2 separate regions of the Muntiacus reevesi genome follow, and region 2 is linked to region 1. A link is a contact called in public Hi-C data. All regions are on one chromosome and are shown on one strand. Each heading gives the region's core, a stretch centred on a gene start, on an enhancer-like site or on the middle of the called end of the contact. The rest is flanking DNA. Distances are from core to core; before and after follow the strand shown.

Region 1 (5,726 bases), core at 2,419-4,918:
ATGATCTCCCTCTTAGAGATGAAGCAAGCCAGGTTCAGAGGGAAACTCTGTGACCTGTGCCCAAGGCCACACACGGCAGAAGTGAGACAGGAGGCTAAGCCCCGCGTTCCTTCTCAACTCCCATGTTTCCAGGGAACCCTACTCTGAGCTGCTCAGAGGATGCACCATGGACCACACACCTGCTGGTGCTCAGACACGGGAGCCCATTTGAAGTCCTCAGTGTCGCCCTGGGAGGGGAGGGCTCCTAGGCCCACGCTGTAGACAAGGAAACGGAGAGTGAGGTAAAGTCATGTCCAGGGTCACGCAGTAAGGCCTGAAACGTGAACTCAGAGGACTCTCGCCCACCACCCCCTCCAGCCTCCTCTCGTCGAGAAATGGCCTGTTTCCCTAGGAAGACTCAGGTAATGGTTTTGGTTTTCCGGTACATAAATTACACTCTCATTCAAACAGATGTGGATTTGGGCTCCTTGTTACTTACTTGGGGCTCCTTCTATAGCACTAAAATCTAGTCCTATGCACATCTATGAGAGCCCTGGAAATGCCCTATGTGAAAAATCACCAGTTCCCTCCACCCAGCTGTCAAGAAGTGGTCAGGCTACAATTTCACTACTACTGGTCTTCTAGCAGTTAATCATCTCGGTTTTTTCTAGTTTATTCAGCCAGTCAATAACCACATCACTTAGGATCTATTCACAGTGACAAACACATTACCAAATAATCACACAATTAAAAGTCAAGATAAAAGCACCATGAACAAGAAATAAGTACAGAGGGGGTTCTGAAAATTTAGAACAGGAAGGCTGAATAGGGTTGTAAATGTGATGCAAGGAATCTGACATTTGCAGGAAGAGCTGGGAGTTCGCTTGAAGGTGAGGGAAAAGGAGCTTTCGATCCTGGTGAATAGTACATGCAAAGGCCCTGAGGCAGAAGGGAACCTTGCATGCAAGGCCCTGAAAAGGGGCCAGAGACAGCAGTGGCCAGCCCACACAGGGTCTTTCGGTAAAGAAAAATTAAGGGTCAGTAGGGACAGAATATGGTCAGATTTACACTTTCAATGATCGCTCTACCTGGGTCACCTGAGCGACCTGGGCCAGGACACAGTTCAAAGAACTCTACTCTGGATCCTGCAAAACAAGTTTGTTTGTTTCTTTTCTTTTTTTTTCTCTCTCCAGGGTGTGGTGCCCCTCCCTGGCTAGGAACTAGCTCCCTTCTTTTACTGTTTGTTTGTGAAGTTTAAAGACCAGATCTTTTATCAGGTCTGAGGCCTGTTTTCTTTTAATAGTTCCAACTGCATCTCCCCTCCCCATGAACATACTTGTCTCTTTCCAGAGAGATGTCACTTTTGCCAAGGGCCAATCAGTGACAGAAGATAGGGGAATCTGTCCTTTGGGGTTTTCTTACAACAAAGGTACAGGCAAGCTCAGGAACACAGATGCTGGTCTGCACCTCCTCACACTCAAGCACAGTTAAAAAACAAACAAACAAACAAAAATCCCGAGATAACATTAAGATCTCTAGCCTCCCTCTTGGCCACACACACCCCTCCCCACCAACCTGGGGCCCCGGTCAGTGCACTAGAGGTCCCCCTGGCCCCGCTCCAAGCTGTCATAACTACTTTCAGTTTCTCCACTACAAGAAGCTGCAGCTCATCCCACCCTGCACCGCTAAGAGTCCTTAGCACCCACTGACAATTCCTCCAGGAAGCTTTCCTCCTGACCCATGCTCCAGTCGGTGAAGGCCCTGCTCGGAGTGCCAACAGCATTCTAAGAAGGCAGGTTTTCTGAGATTCACTGTCACTGGCTCACCCATCACTTCCACACAAAGCCGTGCCCACATCTGGCCAATAGCCCCAGAAGGACACATTCTGGGTGTCACTGTCCCAGCATCTAGCACAATGCCTGGCACCCCGATGGGAATCCCTCTGACACTGAATGAATGAATGAGCAAATAGATATGGACACTTGCAGCCTCCCAGGAGAAAGAAGAGAGACCTTCTATGACAGAGGTTTTCCCTTCCAATAGGTTTGGTTGTTACTGTGAATGTAAAACACTCAAGTTACAAACTTTAGAAAGGGTGCTAATTTCACTCCAAGGACATTTGAAAGGATTAAAAACATGAATGCAGGACACAGATGCGCAAGGGTTTTAGACAGGACCAAAACTTCAGGCAAGTTAGGGTGGCAACAGGGTGAGAAGGAACCCGATAAAGAACCAGACCAGAAACACGGAGCGGACAGGCGCCGGGCCGAGCCCCTCTGGTTCCGAACCCGCGGCCGCCGGGTACCTGGGCCGGTTCCCGGCCCGGCGCAGACCTGCCTTGCGCCCGCGGCTCCCCCGCCTTGTTCTGACCCATCTACGCGCCTGGCAGTCAACCCCCGGGCCCTTCTAAGAAGCACTCTCCCCACTCGATCACTTTTGCACTCCTTCAGAAACACCAGTCATGGAGCACCACTGTCTCCCAGTTTCAGGAATCCGATACCGTCCCGGGTGGCACTGGGGTTGCCCCTCGGGATGCGGCCTGTGACCCGCCCAGCATCACATCACCTGAGAGCAGCCTCTCAGCCTCGTCCCAGCCCTTCGGACGCGAGTCAGTATGGAAGCGGCTCCCGGGAGACGCCTGTGCGCACTCAAGTCTGAGTGGATGCTACACCAGCCGACAAACCTGTACTGACCCGGGCAGGGTCTACACAGGGCGTGAGCGGCGCGGAGGGGAGCGCACCCAGGAGCCGAGAAGCCCCAGCAGACGCTGAAGCCGCCTGGCCGGGGGACGCGCGCGCGGGGTCACCGACCCCGAGCTCCCGGCCTGGCCGCGTCTGCGGGGGGCGCAAGGCCGGGACGCCCGTCCCCGCCCCGCCGTCACCCGGTCCAAGCCGAGCTGACAACGGCCCCCCCCGGCGGCGCCGCGTCCGGACGGGCAGCGGGGCCCGGGGTGCTGTTTACAGCCGAGAGCCGGGGCGGCGTCCCAGCGGCACCAGTAACAGCACGGGGCGCCGGGCCGCCCGCCGCGCAGCGCCCCGGGCACCCGCGGCCGCACCCCCGCCCCGCTTGCCCCGAGTCCGGGGTCGCGCTCCCGCTTCCACCCAGCTCCGCCCAGTGGGGACGAGGGCCGAGGGGGGCGCGCAGGTCCCCGAGAGGGGCTCCCTGGGACCCGCTCCGCTCCCGGAAGGCGCCTCCGGCGAGCTCCTACAGAGCAGCAGCGCCCCAGGGCAGCGCGGGCGCGGAGCAACGCCTGCGGGTGGAGGTGGGGGGGAGTCCTCTCGGGGTTGGCGCCCCCCGACGGGGCTCGGCCCGGGACGGCTCTCCGGCCCCGGGGCCAGCGGGGGCCGGGCGGCGCGCCTACCTTGCAGGCGGAGTACACCCCGAGTTTCTCCAGCTTCTTGGCCCGCGGGGCGGAGCGCAGCTGCGCCTTCTTCACGGCGATCCGGGCCGAGCCGCCGCCGCCCGGGCCCTCTGTCGCGCCCGCCGCCGCCCCCGCCGCGGCCAACCCGCAGGAGCCCGCGCCCCCTGCCGCCGCGCCCGGGGGGCCCTGCGGGGGCGCAGGGGGCAGCGGGGGCGCCCCAGGCGCGGGCCCGCCCGCCTCCGACATGCCGGCCCGGAGCGCAGCAGGCGCCGCGAGTCGGGGCCGGGGCCGCCGCCAGGGTCTCCGCCCGGCTCTGGGCGCCGGAGCGCGGGACCCCCGCCCGCCGCCCGCCGCCCGCCGCCCGCCGCGCGCCGAGGCCGCAGCTGCTCGCGGAGGGAGGGGCCGGCGCCGCCCGCCGCCCGCCGCCCGCCCGGGCCTCCTCCCCGCGGGCCTCCCCGCCCGCCCGGGCGCTCCTCCCCGCCTCCCCCCCTACGGCCCGGCGCTCCTCCCGGCCCGCCCGGGCGCTCCTCCTCCCGGCCCAGCGCTCCTCCCTGCTCCTCCCCGCGCTCCTCCTCCCGACCCCGCGCTCCTCCCGGCCCGCCCGGGCGCTCCTCCCCGTTCCTCCCCGCGCTCCTCCCCCGGCCCTTCCCCCCTCCCCCGCGGCCTGCCCGCCCCCGCGCCCCAGACCCGCGCCCGCCGGGGGCGAGGCCCGCCGGGGGGTTGGAGGGGGTGGAGAGGGAGGGGGCCCCCGGGCACCTGCCAGCCACCCCCTCTCCAAGCCGTCCCCGCGGGGACACAGGCGGGAGAGACGCGCCCCGTCCGTCCCTCGGCTCCAGTCCACCCTCCCTCGGAGCCGGGCAACTTCCTCCACCCTAGCGGGAGCCCGAGAAAAAAAAAAAAAAAAAAAAACATTTTTGAAAAGTACCCGTCCACGCTAATCCTTTTCTTTGTTGCTAATTCACCAAAATACAGGCGTGATGTTTTGCGTGTCTCTTTGCAGTTCCTTTGCCTTCCCCTCTCTTTTAATTCAGAACGCTTCCAGCCTATAAGCGATCTCTGGATCCCATCCGGCAGAGAAAGGGAAAGACGGTTAATCGATATTTTCTAACATTTTTGCTCGAAAGGGCTGGTTGTGGAAAGAACGGTCGTCCAAGAAACGCCGTGCGTATGAAAACTAAACGCAGAGGGAGAAGTTGGCTGCTCGGGCTCATCTCTGCAGGTGGGGGTTAGAACCGTACTCCTTTCTAGATCCTTCTTTCCTGTAATGTTTCACAGTTTTCAGAATTGATATCACCAGCATGCACATTAACCATGAAAACAATTAGGCAGCATCCAAAAGAATGTGTTGATTCTGGCCTCAAACTTAAAAAAAAAAAAAAAAAAGAAAAGCTCAACTCAGCGTTTTCAACTTTGTTGAGACTGTTGCAGACTACCGGTCTCATTGTTGATGACAAGGAGGGTGGTGGTTAGTAATTCGGAGAATACGTTTCAGTTTTTTTCATTTGAACGTTGTGCACTTTTGGTCGGCCTTTCCGAAGCAGCTTTTGAAAGCCCAGCGCTATATTTCAAGACCCTCCACAAGTGTCCTGCTTTTGTAACGGTCATAATTTTTACATAATATGGGCTATTAATGTGCATGTTATCAAATTCTTTGCATACTTTATAGCTCTCGCCCAACTCCAGCCAGAACGCTTGCAAGAATGTGCTTTTCCCTGGAATTATTCCCTTTCCCATCCCATTTTTTTCCAGTTAATTTTCTCTAGCCTTTTTCTAGGTTCTCTGTGTTCTTTCTACTTTTAATACAGAGTGATATATAAAAATGAACTCTTTTTTTTCTAAGTTAGTAAATCCAGTGACATTAGACAGCACAAAAGGAAAGGGCCCCTCCCAACTTGAGCCCCAGCTGAAGGCCTGAAATGGTAGACTTTAGTTCCATCAGGACAGTCTCAGCAGGATGTCTTAAAGGTTGCATGAGCAGAGTCCATGAGCAAAGTCCAACATCAGGATGTCAGCAGATGTTGAGAGGGGCTTAGGTTCCACGTGGCGGCATTTGTTAAACTGATGGTCCCCTTGAGATCTGTGCCTTTCACCGGATAAAAATATCCTTCATATATTAAAAAAATTATAAATATTTTTAAAGAAATTTAAAACTCATAAATGTTAAAGTCTAGTTGGTGGTTCTCCTGCTGAAAGTTTAGGGACTCAGCGTCCTGATATACACGGTGTGCTTTAAGAATCATTTAAAAAAAGATGGATTGATCCATCTGTGAAGGGACAAGCAGGCAGATGAACAGATAGTTATATATGATCAAACCAGTAGAGCGGAATGTTGAATCTAGACGGTAGGTATATGGGTGTTCACTGCAATTTTTCAATCTTCTCTGTA
Region 2 (5,726 bases), core at 909-3,408, 130 kb before region 1:
AGAGTACTGATATAGAACCTGCACACAGAAGTATTCTCAAAAGAAAATTCAGACATCATTACTTGATATGAATATTTCATTAAGCAAGAAACAAACTGGGAATTCAGTTCGGTTCAGTCGCTCAGTCGTGTCCGACTCTTTGTGGCCCCATGGACTGCAGCACACCAGGCCTCCCTGTCCTTCACCAACTCCCAGAGTTTACTCAAATTCATGTCGATTGAGTCAGTGATGCCATCCAACCATCTCATCCTCTGTCATCCCCTTCTCCTCCTGCCTTCAACCTTTCCCAGCATCAGGGTCTTTTCAAATGAGTCAGTTTTTCAAATGAGTCAGCTTCAGCTTCAACATCAGTCCTTCCAATGAACACCCAGGACTGATCTCCTATAGGATGGACTGGTTGGACCTCCTTGCAGTCCAAGGGACTGTCAAGAGTCTTCTCCAACACCACAGTTCAAAAGCATCAGTTCTTCTGGTGAATTAGGAGTCTTCAAACTAGATGTCGTTAGAAGCTTAGCTTTCAGTAGTCACAGATCAAGTTCATAAAGCATGAATGAATGAGTTCATTTTTGTATGATTAGTTACTAAAATTTCCACTTTTTTAGAGTAATATAATTATTAAACTTACTAGTTTGTAGCTGATTGGCTACAAAGCCGTCACTGACATTAACATGTGAGTGGTAAGGTCACACTAACATGAAGAAAGCTTAAATCTGTTTAAGGTCAGAGCCCACGTTTTGGAGAAAACACCCTGACAATATAACAATGGAGTTTGCAGTCAGAGCAAGTACCAGTGCAATTCGTATAAAGAAATTAGGTAGTTGCTTGGATTAGGGGATGGAAAATAGGTTTGGTTGCTAAAACCTTGTCCACCAAAGCCAAACAGAAATACAGAGACAGAGCTTCAAGGGAACAGAAAAGAGTAGCTTCAGTATTTTTCCCAGGCGAAAGGGAATCGCAGAAGGCTAGCACCTCAAGAATTGTGCCCTCCTCTCTCAAGAATAAGGAGAGGTTTTATATTCTCATGAAGGTCCTGCCTTTTTTTTTTTTTTTTTTTTTGCAAAGTTTCAAAACGCCACAGTTAGCATCAGGCAACTCAGCAGCTGCGACAGGTATCCCTAAAGTTATAGGCCCATTACCTTCTTTCTGAAATACAGAATGCTACAAGAGAGCCAGACACGATTGAGCCACTGAACTGAACTGACGAGAGAGTACCGGGGGAGAAAAAGGCCAGGTGCAGAGTATAATCTACACGGAGTCAAAGAGCAATCCGCTTTGTCAAGGACAGGTCCAGCTACAAGTGTTTGTTAGCAGTAACAGCTGAAGAAACAAGCAACATTGTTTAACTCTTAGCTGGTATGTGCCAGAGGCCCTTCACTCATTTCTGGTTTGGCTGTAACAGTTTGGACCTGAAAAATACTTAGAAAGTAGAATTGACAGGAGTGGGTAACCAATAGGACACGGAAAAGCTAAGGAATGATAAATAATCAGGAAGATTTTCCCAGGCTTCTGGGCAAGTAACTCAACAGATGCTATTGCCATTTTCTGACGGGCAAAGAGAAAGAACCTGGACCTGAATATTTCAGAGGTCTGCAACCTCCCTAACAAAATCCATCCGGTTACTCCAAAAGCTCCTCTCTGTTTCGGCTTGCATATCCCTTTAACTGAAGCTTCCCTGGTGGCTCGGAGGCAAGGAATCTGCCTGCAATGCGGGAGCCCTGGGTCGGGAAGACCCTGAGAGAAAGCAATGACCTACCCACTCCAGTACTCCGGCCTGCAAAACCCCACCCCTTTAACGGCCTCCGAACAGTGGGCTGACTGCTTCAGCCGGCAAACCATCAAGAAGACTCTTCTCGCCAGAGGGAGCCCTTGCGCACGACCTCGAAGATGGGCGGCGGGCCCAGTAAACCGGAAGCTTTTCCCTTCCTAAAGTCCCCGCCCCTCAAGGTGTCATGGTGGCTCCGCCCCTAAACCTCACAGCGGGAGGCCGAAAAGCGCCGGACCACTGACTCCGCCCGGCGGGAAACGGCCGCGGCCGCGCGAAGGCGCAGTCCAGGTTAGATCGCGTCAGGGGACACCGCCCTTGGGGGCGGGGCTCCGCTTACGCCGGGGGCGGGCCGCCGCGTCACGTGACCGCCAGCCAATGGGCGCGCGCGGCCGAGAGTTTGAACGCGGACGGCGGCGCGATCCGAGGTCTGAGGCTGGGGTCCCGGAGGTCCCGGCGCGCGTGCCCGGGCATTCCCGCTGAGCCTGGTGTGAACGGAGCGACAGTTGCAGCGGAAGCCGTGGCCCAGGTACCATTCCGGGCGTCCCGCGAGAGGCGGGTTTGCGGGCCTCACGCCCGCCCGTCCCGGCTCGCCTTCTCCGGGGAAAGGGCAGCGGCTTTCCGGGCCCAGGGGCGTCGTGCCGCCCCCCCAGCCGCGGGGTCTCCCGGTCCTAAGTTCGGCGGCCAGAAGCTCGGTCCTGGGGCCGGCCCGCCCGTCACCCTTCTCCGAGTTCGTCTGTTCAGTGGGGACTGAGCCTCCCGCCGCGCGGAGACCGGGAGGTGAAGCGTTCGCGGGACTCGAAACCCAGGCTCGAGCAGAAGGGCCCGCAGGCCGGCAGCCTGAGCAGGTGGCGTCCTTCGCTTTGGCCGCTTCTCCCTCTGGAGAAGCCGCATTGGCTGATCCTCCCGGCCGCCCAGCGGCAGGGGCGACACAGGGTGAGGGTGGAGAGCTCCCGCCCTGGTTCTTTGGAATCCAGACCCCTAACCCGAGTTCAGTGCGGCCCCGTCTTGACTTCTTCTCCAGCCCTGCTGGCCGCCACACCCCCTCTTAAGACCGTCGGCCCAGACGGGAAGGAAGCTTCTGACGGGGCTCATCTCCTTTTTAATTTTAAGTTGATTTAATGTACGAACGAAAGTTTTTAAGATAGACTGTGCTTTTAAAATAACTAAGCCAACTTGCTTAGTTACCTGATTTGTCTGGCTCGCAAACGTATCCAGGTTTGAACTAAAGAAACTTCCTTGTGGTAGGTAGTGTGTTTTATACATCCCGCTTAATGTCAGCGCTTTAAAAATAGTTGTCCTGGCTGTCCTGGAAACACGCCAGTATATATTGTATCTGTATTGGCAGAAAGAAAATATTTAAATGAAATCTACAATATCTGTATTTAAGAACCCAGAGGAAAATAAGGAAGGCCTGGAGAAAATACTCAAGAAAATGTAAGGTTCTGGAAAATATTTGACAAACTCAGAGGAGATGAAGATGTGTTTTGTAGTGAAAACTTATGTATATAGATTGCCACAGGAAACAAGAATTTTTTTTGTAATTTTAAGATCTGCAGAGTACAATGTAGGGCAAAAGGTGTTCATGCAAAGTAGTCTGTATTTAGTAGCAAAATACTGATACCATCATAGTGCCTAGTATATAGTAAGCCCTCAGTATTCGTTACAGAATTAATAAGTGGCATATTACAGATTCTTTGGGTTGGAAATCTTATTGATTAAATCTTTCCTATAAAGTACCTGAGGAGGATAAAATTATGCCACAAATATTAATGTAATTTAAAAGCTGCAAAATGTAGATTATTACCAGATTATCTACTTTGGGCTGATTCTACAGTTACAAAGCTTCTAATCATTTTTTATGGACAACCTATGTTTTCAATTTTGTTTTATATTTGATACCACCCCTTCAAAAATTAAATGATTTCTATTATTTTTAAAGTCCTAGGGCAGAAGATGGCCAAGGAAAGATGCCTCAAAAAGTCTTTTCAAGATAGTCTTGAAGACATAAAGAGACAAATAAAAGAGAAAAGGAGTAAAAATTTGACAGAGATTAAACGAAAGTCTTTGATCATTGCACCATGCCAAACAACCAGTAAGAGATTTTCATGTTTCCTATACATCACTTTTTAAGGTTAGGTTTAATTACTGATAAAAGAAATTTTTATTTTCTTTCAGCCAATACTTCCAAAGTGCTAAACTACGAAGACAACAACAGAATGTTAGCCTTAGCTTTGGAAAATGAAAAGTCCAAATTGAAAGAAGCCCACGATGTCATCTTAAAGCTGAGGAGAGAATGTTACTTCCTCAGCTATCAACTATACACACTGAAAAATAAACTTACGTCACAACAGACAGAAGAACCTGCTCAGGTATTTTCATCAGGAAGGCTGGATTTCTTAGGAAGAAAATGTTAAAGCCTTAAATTAGCAATTTAAATCAGTTGTGTTCTTTTATTATACTGATAGCTCTGTTATTAGTGAGTTGGTCAGAATGTCTTTTCTCAGTGCTCTAGCCCCATAGTTGTGTGTGGCCAGTTAAGAATGCTTCAAGCGTGCTGGTGACATTCCTATAACTTGCTTCCGAAAGAGTGTAGCAAGACAAGGTCTGAAATAAATAGTTTAGCCTCTTGCATGGCCAGACCCTTTGAATGGTCAGCAAAGTGAGTCAAAGGGAGGGCAAGTAAGCTGAAGGTCTGGAAGTGGTAGTGGAAGCCGAGTAGTCCAGAAGTTTTAATCAGTGCTGTTAATCTTAGCTTTTCTATGTCGTTTTGCTACACCCGTGGGGTTATGTAAGGACTGCCTTAACTGGGGAGATGAGAAGTAGTTAAGTGCTTTATGGAGAATCATTTTTACCTACTAGTTGGCTAAATTAGGACAGTTCAGTTCAGTCGCTCAGTCGTGTCCAACTCTTTGCAACCCCATGAACCGCAGCACGCCAGGCCTCCCTGTCCCATTACCAACTGCCAGAGTCTACCCAAACCCATGTCCATTGAGTCAGTGATGCCATCCAACCATCTCATCCTCTGTCATCCCCTTCTCCTCCTGCCTTCAATCTTTACCAGCATCAGGGTCTTTTCAAATGAGTCAGTTCTTCGCATCAGGTGGCCAGAGTGTGGGAGTTTCAGCTTCAGCATCAGTCCTTCCAATGAATATTCAGGACCGATTTCCTTCAGGACAGCTCTACATTAACTGCCAAACAAGAAATATCTTGAACATTTTGCTGTCAGCTTTTTAATCTGATTCTGTTTTTGTCCAGGGGTGTATAGAAAGGCCAGCCAAAACAACACATGGAGAAAGTTCAGTTTAGGATCTTAGAAGAGTAGTAATGAGCTAGTTTCTCCTCTCATTTTCCCAAAGGCCACTGCCCAGGAAACTCCATGGGGCAGAGAAAGAAGTTAGCTGGTAACACTTAGGTGTCCATCTGTCTGCCATACCAGTGAAGACAGCTGTGTTGGCACCTAGGGCAGCAGCAGAAGCCAGAGCATAGTACTTAGGGTAGGGGGATGGACTCAAGAAAGGAATTAAGTCCTCTCTGCATCTAGAGGAGGGGTCAGTGAAAGAGTTTTTGCTTCCCTGCAACTAAGGTGATTCCACATCTCTCCTGTGTATAATACATAGAATGTATGTGTATATATACATACATGCAATATATGCATTGTAGTGTGATAGAGAGTTATCTATAAAGATTAGATTTTTTTTTCTTTTTAACCTTCGTGTAAGGGTTAGATTATTTTAAAAAAAAACAAACAAACACTTTTTTCCCTCAAAATGTAATCTTTCCTAATTTTTTTTCTTGTTTGGTCAACTAGTGAGGAAAAACATTTCTTCAAAGACATTTGACTCTTCCTCTTCCCTTTTCAGATTTTTGCTGAAATCACACAGAATAGTGTCAAGTGAATATTCAATAAGATAATCACAAAAACTGGTGGAAGAATTCTGTTATAGACCTTTTGATATTTATC

What was found. A called contact is a pair of places that touch in the nucleus more often than the background predicts.
Region 2: a Hi-C map of blood shows a contact between it and region 1, with 2.6 times the contacts expected there. The contact joins the promoter of SGO1 here to the promoter of KAT2B in region 1. A contact is called at or near these places in 2 of 3 Hi-C or Micro-C datasets (blood and muscle).

Annotation. Positions count from the first base shown.
Region 1 is chr8:36,090,443-36,096,168 of mMunRee1.1, reverse strand. KAT2B (lysine acetyltransferase 2B) reads right to left here and starts at 3,668. Exons shown (of 18, transcript XM_065943591.1): 1 at 3,341-3,668. The coding sequence starts at 3,586. It overlaps PP2D1 (protein phosphatase 2C like domain containing 1), which reads left to right and starts at 3,585. Exons shown (of 4, transcript XM_065942105.1): 1 at 3,585-4,059. The coding sequence starts at 3,585.
Region 2 is chr8:36,221,359-36,227,084 of mMunRee1.1, reverse strand. SGO1 (shugoshin 1) reads left to right here and starts at 2,158. Exons shown (of 8, transcript XM_065943095.1): 1 at 2,158-2,291; 2 at 3,705-3,857; 3 at 3,941-4,134. The coding sequence starts at 3,719.